Regions from separate parts of the Ovis aries genome. Here region 2 is linked to region 1. Evidence: chromatin contacts called from public Hi-C data. All regions are on one chromosome and are shown on one strand. Each heading gives the region's core, a stretch centred on a gene start, on an enhancer-like site or on the middle of the called end of the contact. The rest is flanking DNA. Distances are from core to core; before and after follow the strand shown.

What was found. Hi-C and Micro-C count contacts between places; a contact is called where the count stands out from the background.
Region 2: a Hi-C map of hypothalamus shows a contact between it and region 1, with 5 times the contacts expected there. The contact joins two enhancer-like sites. A contact is called at or near these places in 10 of 16 Hi-C or Micro-C datasets (blood, hypothalamus, liver and 5 more).

Annotation. Positions count from the first base shown.
Region 1 is chr19:17,253,140-17,256,627 of ARS-UI_Ramb_v3.0, reverse strand. It overlaps LOC105603417 (a long non-coding RNA gene), which reads left to right. Exons shown (of 5, transcript XR_001022532.4): 3 at 1-668; 4 at 1,426-1,544. Among named protein-coding and RNA genes, the nearest start is that of THUMPD3, 38 kb to the right of the region's middle. Within about 2 kb of position 1,642, at least 8 of the 54 cell types and tissues checked have an H3K27ac peak or open chromatin away from gene starts, as enhancers often do. A contact at or near this core is called in hypothalamus, where this site is marked.
Region 2 is chr19:17,552,402-17,555,826 of ARS-UI_Ramb_v3.0, reverse strand. No RefSeq gene overlaps it. Among named protein-coding and RNA genes, the nearest start is that of RAD18, 5.2 kb to the left of the region's middle. Within about 2 kb of position 1,741, at least 7 of the 54 cell types and tissues checked have an H3K27ac peak or open chromatin away from gene starts, as enhancers often do. A contact at or near this core is called in hypothalamus, where this site is marked.

The DNA.
Region 1 (3,488 bases), core at 393-2,892:
AGGGAGCCTGGCATGCTGCAGTCCACGGGGTCGCAAAGAGACACGACTTAGCAACTGAACAACAACAATGAGACATTTTTGGTTGTCACAGGACTGAGGGAGTGCACTGGCATCTACTGGGTAGAGGCCCAAGATGCTGCTAAACACAGGACAGCCAGATGCTGTCAGACAAAAAGGAATTATCCAACCCCAAATGCCACTAGTGCTGAGACTGAGAAAGCCTCATCACTTATGAGAAAGAGAGAGCACTGAATACACATACACATAGGGGCTTAGATGCACATCCCCACCCCTGCCTCAGCTCAGCCCGCTTCTCAGCATCCCTGAGAGCTGGAGGTACCAGGAAAGGTACCAAGGATAAGTAAGGGCTTAAATCCAGGCACCTTCTTTCCTGCTCAATGTGATCCTGACCAAGAGATTTCCTTAATCAGGGTCCTTTTCTCTCCATCCTGTGGTCACTTCTAGGCCTGACTGACATTCTGTAATTCTGCAGTTGTATGTTGGTGCGTGCTGTTTCTTTCTCGGCTAAAAGATGTCAATGCTGCAGGCTCTCTCACATGCCAAGAGAGGAGAAGTCCCAGATAGGCTGGTCTGAGTCACTGAGAGCTCACATTACATCCTGGATCGCCCAGAACTCAGTGAACTCAGCAGGCACAAAGGCTGCCCAGGTAAGTGGCCTTCAAGCTGCAGAAGAAACGGGAGGCTGGGAAGGTGGCCACTGAAGGCTGGGTGGCTAACTCAGCTCTAATCTGAAGAGGCCTCCTTGTCAGTCAAAACATGCTGTGTCTTTGCCAGGAAGCAGGGAGACCTCTGTGAAATCTGCTTCTTTGCCTCCCAGGGTAAGAGTGCTAGGAAACCTCACCCTGCCGAAGGATTGCTTCTGAGAGAGAGAGGTCCTGCAGAGAGGCAGTGAGCAGAGCTGATGCCTGGGGCCACTCCAGGGGCCTGACTTTATTGTTTCTAATTGGCTTCAAGAGGAGGTCAGACCGTGTAGTGGTAAAAAGCCTCAGCTTTCACATCACACAGGCCTGAATGTGAGTCTAGTCTATCCCTTTCTGTGTGACCCTGGTAAAGCGAGCCTGCCTTAGTCTTGACTAATCCTCAGTCCTGATTTGGGAACAATAATAGTATCCACGTTGCTCTGTGGATTAAGTAAGACAGTGAAACCACAGGTTTATCATACTGCACAGCCTAACTGCAAGTAGATGGTTATCATGAAAGGATACTACAGACCAGTGAATAGCTGAGGAGTATGATGGAATTCTCACATCAACTCCTGTATCCAGGTAGGATGCCAGATGATACTGAGAACTAACACTTTGATGGCAATTACGTACTTACAACTATTTCAAGTGCTCTGCACTTACTAACTCAAACCTCACAAAGACCCCGTGTGACAGGTATTTTATAACCCTTGTCTTACAGATGGGACAATGAGACACAGAACTGGTAAGGGGAGGACGAGGGTTTGGACAAAGGCAGCTTAGTTCCTGAATCCCTGCCCTTAGCAGTGCACACAGCACCCTGAAAGACTCCAGAAAATGGTAAGAAATGCAGGGGGAGGCCTCCCCAGCCTGCCTCAACCCTTGTCCTGCTACCAAATACCTTCTTCACCCCTAGGCAGCAGAGCCCTGCAAATGCCCAGCAGAGAAGCTCCCAGCTCTGCAGGGCAGAGTCCAGAGTGTCTGTTGGGGTGTGGGCAAGGAACGACACAAGAAGGCAGGAAGCAAATGAGATTCGGAAATGGGCAAACATCCCAGCACCATTTGGTGGCTGTGGGTGACTCTGGGCCCAGAGACATAATTTCTCAGCGCTTTATTTCTCTCCCTTGTAAACAAGGGCTCACAGGTGGTCAAACTCCCTACTAGCTCTAGAACACTAGGTTTTCCTAGTGAGAAAAGGCTGCCGGTGGAGTCTAGGCTGGATCCTATCTCGGGTGAAGAACGCCCCCTGGCGGATACTTCCAAGAATGTCCCAGAGCGCTGGGTTGGGACTCAGAGAGGACTTGGTTGGGCTGCTCTGCCCATGTAGCAGTGTGGGCACACATGTAGCTGTGTGGTCCCTAGCAAGGTGCTTCGGCTCTCTGACTCTCCGAATTCTGATCAGAAAATGACACATAAAAAACTACCAGTAATGGTAATATTTATAATATCTAACACTTTTTCCCCACACACATTTTTTCACCACTTTATTCTGAAATAGTAATGGGTTCTAAACCACTGTGAATGATAAATTTTAGGAGTTACGTATTTGTTCTTGGCACTCTATTATAAGGTTATAACACTGCCTCTGTTTTTCCTATACTTATTTTTGTCCTTCGTGGGGTTTTTGTTTTGTTTTTATTTCAATTTGGGGGGAATGTATTTAATTGCAATAAGAACAATTCTTTCTTACAAGAAGAATGTAATTGTGGTGAGATCTATTCTCTTAACAGGTTTTTGAATATACAACACACTGTTAACTATAGTCACTATGTTATCTAGAACTTACTCATCTTAAATAACTGAAATTTTATATCCCTTGATTTACCTAAGACTTTTTGAGTGTTTATGACATGATAGGTAGGCCCTGTTCTAATAATATATATATTTAGTTAATCCTCCACATAACCATGTAAGAAAGTTCAAAGACTATACAGCTCACTACAACAATCCACAAGAGACTAGGCCAATTAGAAAAGTATACAATAATGACATTTATAAGGTGATGTACATTTGATAAACATGACCCCATTGACTCCACACAACCACCGTTTCATACTTGTTTACAGCAAGGAGACAGAAGACCACCGCACCACGCCCTGGAGGCACGCAAGAGCAGGGTGTTCGGGGGTCACGTCTCACAGAGTCCCATCTAGCAGGGAAGGGAGACACCTTTTAAGGGCCCATGGGGTAATGGTGCACTATGGAAAAACCGAGAAGCTACAGAAGCTTCACTCAGTCTGGGAGGGGAGAAATTGCAAGAACCGTTCCACCCATGGTCATAGGCTCCCAAGCTTTGTCCGTCGCCATCATGGGACCCAGTACACTATTAACAGAACAGACCCGTCGTCTACCCCTGGCTTCTGAGTCAGTATCTGAGCCCCTGAGGAACACAGCCTGTGTCCTGATCACCTTCATAAACTCAGCACCCAGCAGAGGGGGTGTCATATGGTGGCTGCTCAACAAACATTTGCCAGTGAAAGCCCTACTCCTCTTCCAAGCCCACACACCCTTCTTCCTTTCACACCTTGGACATTCTTCTCCTTCACAATAACCCACAGAGATCAGGATAGTGCCTCCTTAGTCCAGGCCCTGACCATAATTCTCCAACACAGAGAAGTTACACTGATGTTAACTATTCCAAGTGTAATAGAATAAAAGTGTTGGCAGGGGGAGCGGGAGATGGCCAACAGTTTTCAGACACTTACTCTGTGCTGAGCATTCTATCTTTATCGCTGTAAATCTCAAAGCAAGCCTCAGAGGTAAGCAGTGAGTGACAGGGCTAGG
Region 2 (3,425 bases), core at 492-2,991, 300 kb before region 1:
TATTTGCCAAATCTGACAACCTTAGTCAGGGGAATATCTTCCAGCTAAATACAGGGCCTGGTCTGGTTATATCTTGAGAGGTCTTGGCCCTCTCTGCACCTTCCTTTTTGGGGTCTCTCTTCATCACACTCCTCTCTGTCCCCATTCTTCCTCCAGGATCCCTGCCATGCCTCGAATGAGGATGTGTGGATCACCTGGCCCGGAGACTCTGGGACACAGACAGTCCCACAGCAAAGCTAGGGACCACTGGAAGGAGGCAGGCTGGGAATCACTCAGGACAGAATTCTCTGTTGACTAAAGGAACAAGATTCAGAGTCACACAGACCTCAGTTTTCATCCACGCTCTGCCACTGACCAGGTGATTTGGATGGGTCACTTACCTTTCAGAGCTTCAGTTTCCTTTTTCGTAAGATAAGAATATAATGCCTGTGTCCAAGGGCTTTTAGAATAATTTTGTTCTTTAAATGTTTTTTAAATGTTGGGAGGCACCTACTAAGGTATCTGACACATTGTGAGTGGCTGGTTATGGCAGGAGGAGTAATATAATAAATATGACTATTATTATCATTAATACCCATTGTTAACCAGAGGGCAGAGCGGTTAAGAGTACCAGCTCTGAAGTCAGACTGCCTGAGTTCAAGTCTCAGCCCCACCATTGACTAGTGCACAGGTTGGGGGGTCCCTAAATACTGTCCCCATGAAGAAGAATAGGGCTCCTTGGAAACGTGGCTCATTTTAGACCTGGGGCAGAATAGGAGAGGAGCCTGGGAAATCTTATTGTGCCCAAATGAGAGAGTTGCCCAAAATGAATGGAGCCAGCTTAAAGCTTCCCCTGCTGACCTAAGCCACAAAAAGAATATTGACTGTAACTCACTGGAATGCATTGACTGTTTTAAAATCCAGGAATTTATAATGGGTCTCAGCAAAAACAAAGAAAGTCCTCATTTTCTGCCAATGGAGGTAGGGATTGTACTGGTTTCTTACTCTTAAAGTTGATAAATAAGGAGAAAGAATTAAGCATTTATTCTTCTCTTCCAGAATGAACTGTATTTTAAGCAAATACTAGCCTTTGTTGATGAGAATTCTAATTGATCAATGCAGAAGAAATAAAATTATAAAATCATTGTAAGACCATTGGGGTTCTTGGGGGGTGGGATACTTGGTTCCAAATGATCAGGCCACAGTGGAGGGCTGAGGGTGAACCCCCCTGGACCTACCGACCCGCCTCAGCAATCCTGAAAGGGAGAGCCAAACAGCACAGAGCGCTCGATGTGACATGATGTGGAGAACACACCCTCCAGGAAGCGTTGCTGCCCGGAAAGGGGGAAACTGGACCTAATCAAACGTTGAAACCCAACTCTCAAGTTACAAGACTGAATTAGATGAACTATTTGGGGAACACTCAACTGCTCCCTACTGCGTCTCTCTTGCCCCGAGTTTCCTTCACTAGACACACAGGACACTTCACTTTGTACACTTCTGGTCACCAAATGTGTGGGTTTTCCTCACAATAAGCAATCCTCTACAACCCCTGTAGAGTGTCCTACAAGTCGACATAGTTCTGGCACTGTCTACCCAGAGATGATGTCAGATCCTGAGGGTTTAGTTCTCCCAAGACTCCCTCCCTTCAGATGCCAATCAGAAGCTCAAGTGATCATCACCAGGGCTCTTGACCAATAAATAGCCTTAGATCAGAGACCATGGATCCCACCTGCTATTTTACAAATGGCCACATGATGGCAGTAGGGTATTGAGCTGGATGTGGGCCCAAGCTTTGAGGAGGAAATGCAGAGGCGAAATCACCCCATGTATTCCACAAGTATTTATTTCATCTGATCCTCGCATTTAATCGAGCGTTCACTAAGGGGCCTGTGCTGGGCCTCTGAGCATCAAAGCATCACATTCAGCCCTGATCCTGCCATCCTGCAGCCACTCGTCTAAGTAGTGTCTGTGTATCTGGGGGCCACCAGGAATCTGGAAGGGTCCGTACAGACATGGGTGTCTATGTGTTTGACATTGCTGAAGTGGATACCTAGGCTGGGCATATTGGAGGGACAGGGATGGGGGCCCAGGGGGTAGCCAGCCACCTCTGTTGTTTTGAGTTGGCCTCTTCCACAGGTATTCATGTTTACCGTTTTTCAACTGTGTGCTCTGCAGAAAGTAACTACTTCTCTGAACCTGATGGGGCTTAATAATAGTTAACACCCTATAGTTTCTCTGTGGGAGGAGAATGAGATCGTCCATGTGAGTTGCTTAGAATGGTGCGTGGCACACAGGAAGTGCTCGGTACAGATGTTTTATAAACATGTATGTTCTCATTTGGGGCCCTGCACTAGAAGCAGTCAGTCAGCTTACACAAAGGCCCCAAGGCCCATTGTGGAAACGGACAAATTTGGCTTTGGGCCTGGGGCACTGGAATTAGGACTCTCCAGAAGGAAAGATCATCTTTATAGCAGTTACATGTATTGAGAGTTTTCTCTGTGCCAGGCACTGTCCCAAGCACGTCTTATGTACTAACGTACCTACTTCTGACAACAAGCCTCCGCAGTAGGTACTGGTACTGTCCCTGCTTTAGAGGTGATGAAACTCAGGGGCAGGACTGTAGAGAACTTTCCTGAGGCTTCTTGGCTGGTAAGGAGGGGAGGGCCAGGCGATCTGGCCTTAAAGAGTCCTCATTCACATGGATGGGGATGGCTGTACTCTTCTCAGGCCATGGGTGCTGTGGGGAGGCAAAGCGTTTACCTAGAGATGGGGGTCAGGGGAGCAGAGCAGATATGGAATCCTGGACTTAAAGCCCTTGCACGTGACCCTCCTCATGTGTCAGATAGGGATGCTCACAGAAATGACCCCTGTGGGTGGTCTTAGGTGTTCAGGGAGGTGGAGTATGGGAAGTATTCTGCACTGTGTTCTGGGAAGAACATCCAGCATATGACCGATGAGTATTAGCTTTATTATGTACTAATGCTAAATGCAAAGTTGGAATGTATCTACATGAGCATTTTTCTAGTGTATCAGTTAGCTATTGTTGCGAAACTAATCACCCTACAACTCAGTGACCATTTATTATTTACCACGGTCTAGAGTATGAGGACAACCCCCAGGATCTCCTGATAGATAGAAAGTATGGGTGGGGTTGACACCACCCTGGACATTGGGGCTTGCTTACCTCTAGCTGCTTCAGGGATGACCTGCAGGGCAATTCTGACTAAGGTGAATTAAACTTAAGACTTTCCTTGTGTTGAAGACGAGGAGGTGCAGGCAGGGGGAGCTTCTGTAGCCATCGGGCAGTCGAGAGATATCAGAGTCCCTAGGCTCTGTTTAAGCTAACAGGCAGAGCTCAGCAAAGCCCACCTGAGAGGAAGGGATGGTGGCTAGAAGACAGCACCACGCTCCGAACATCTGTGCCTGGACCTTGTTCTATCTAG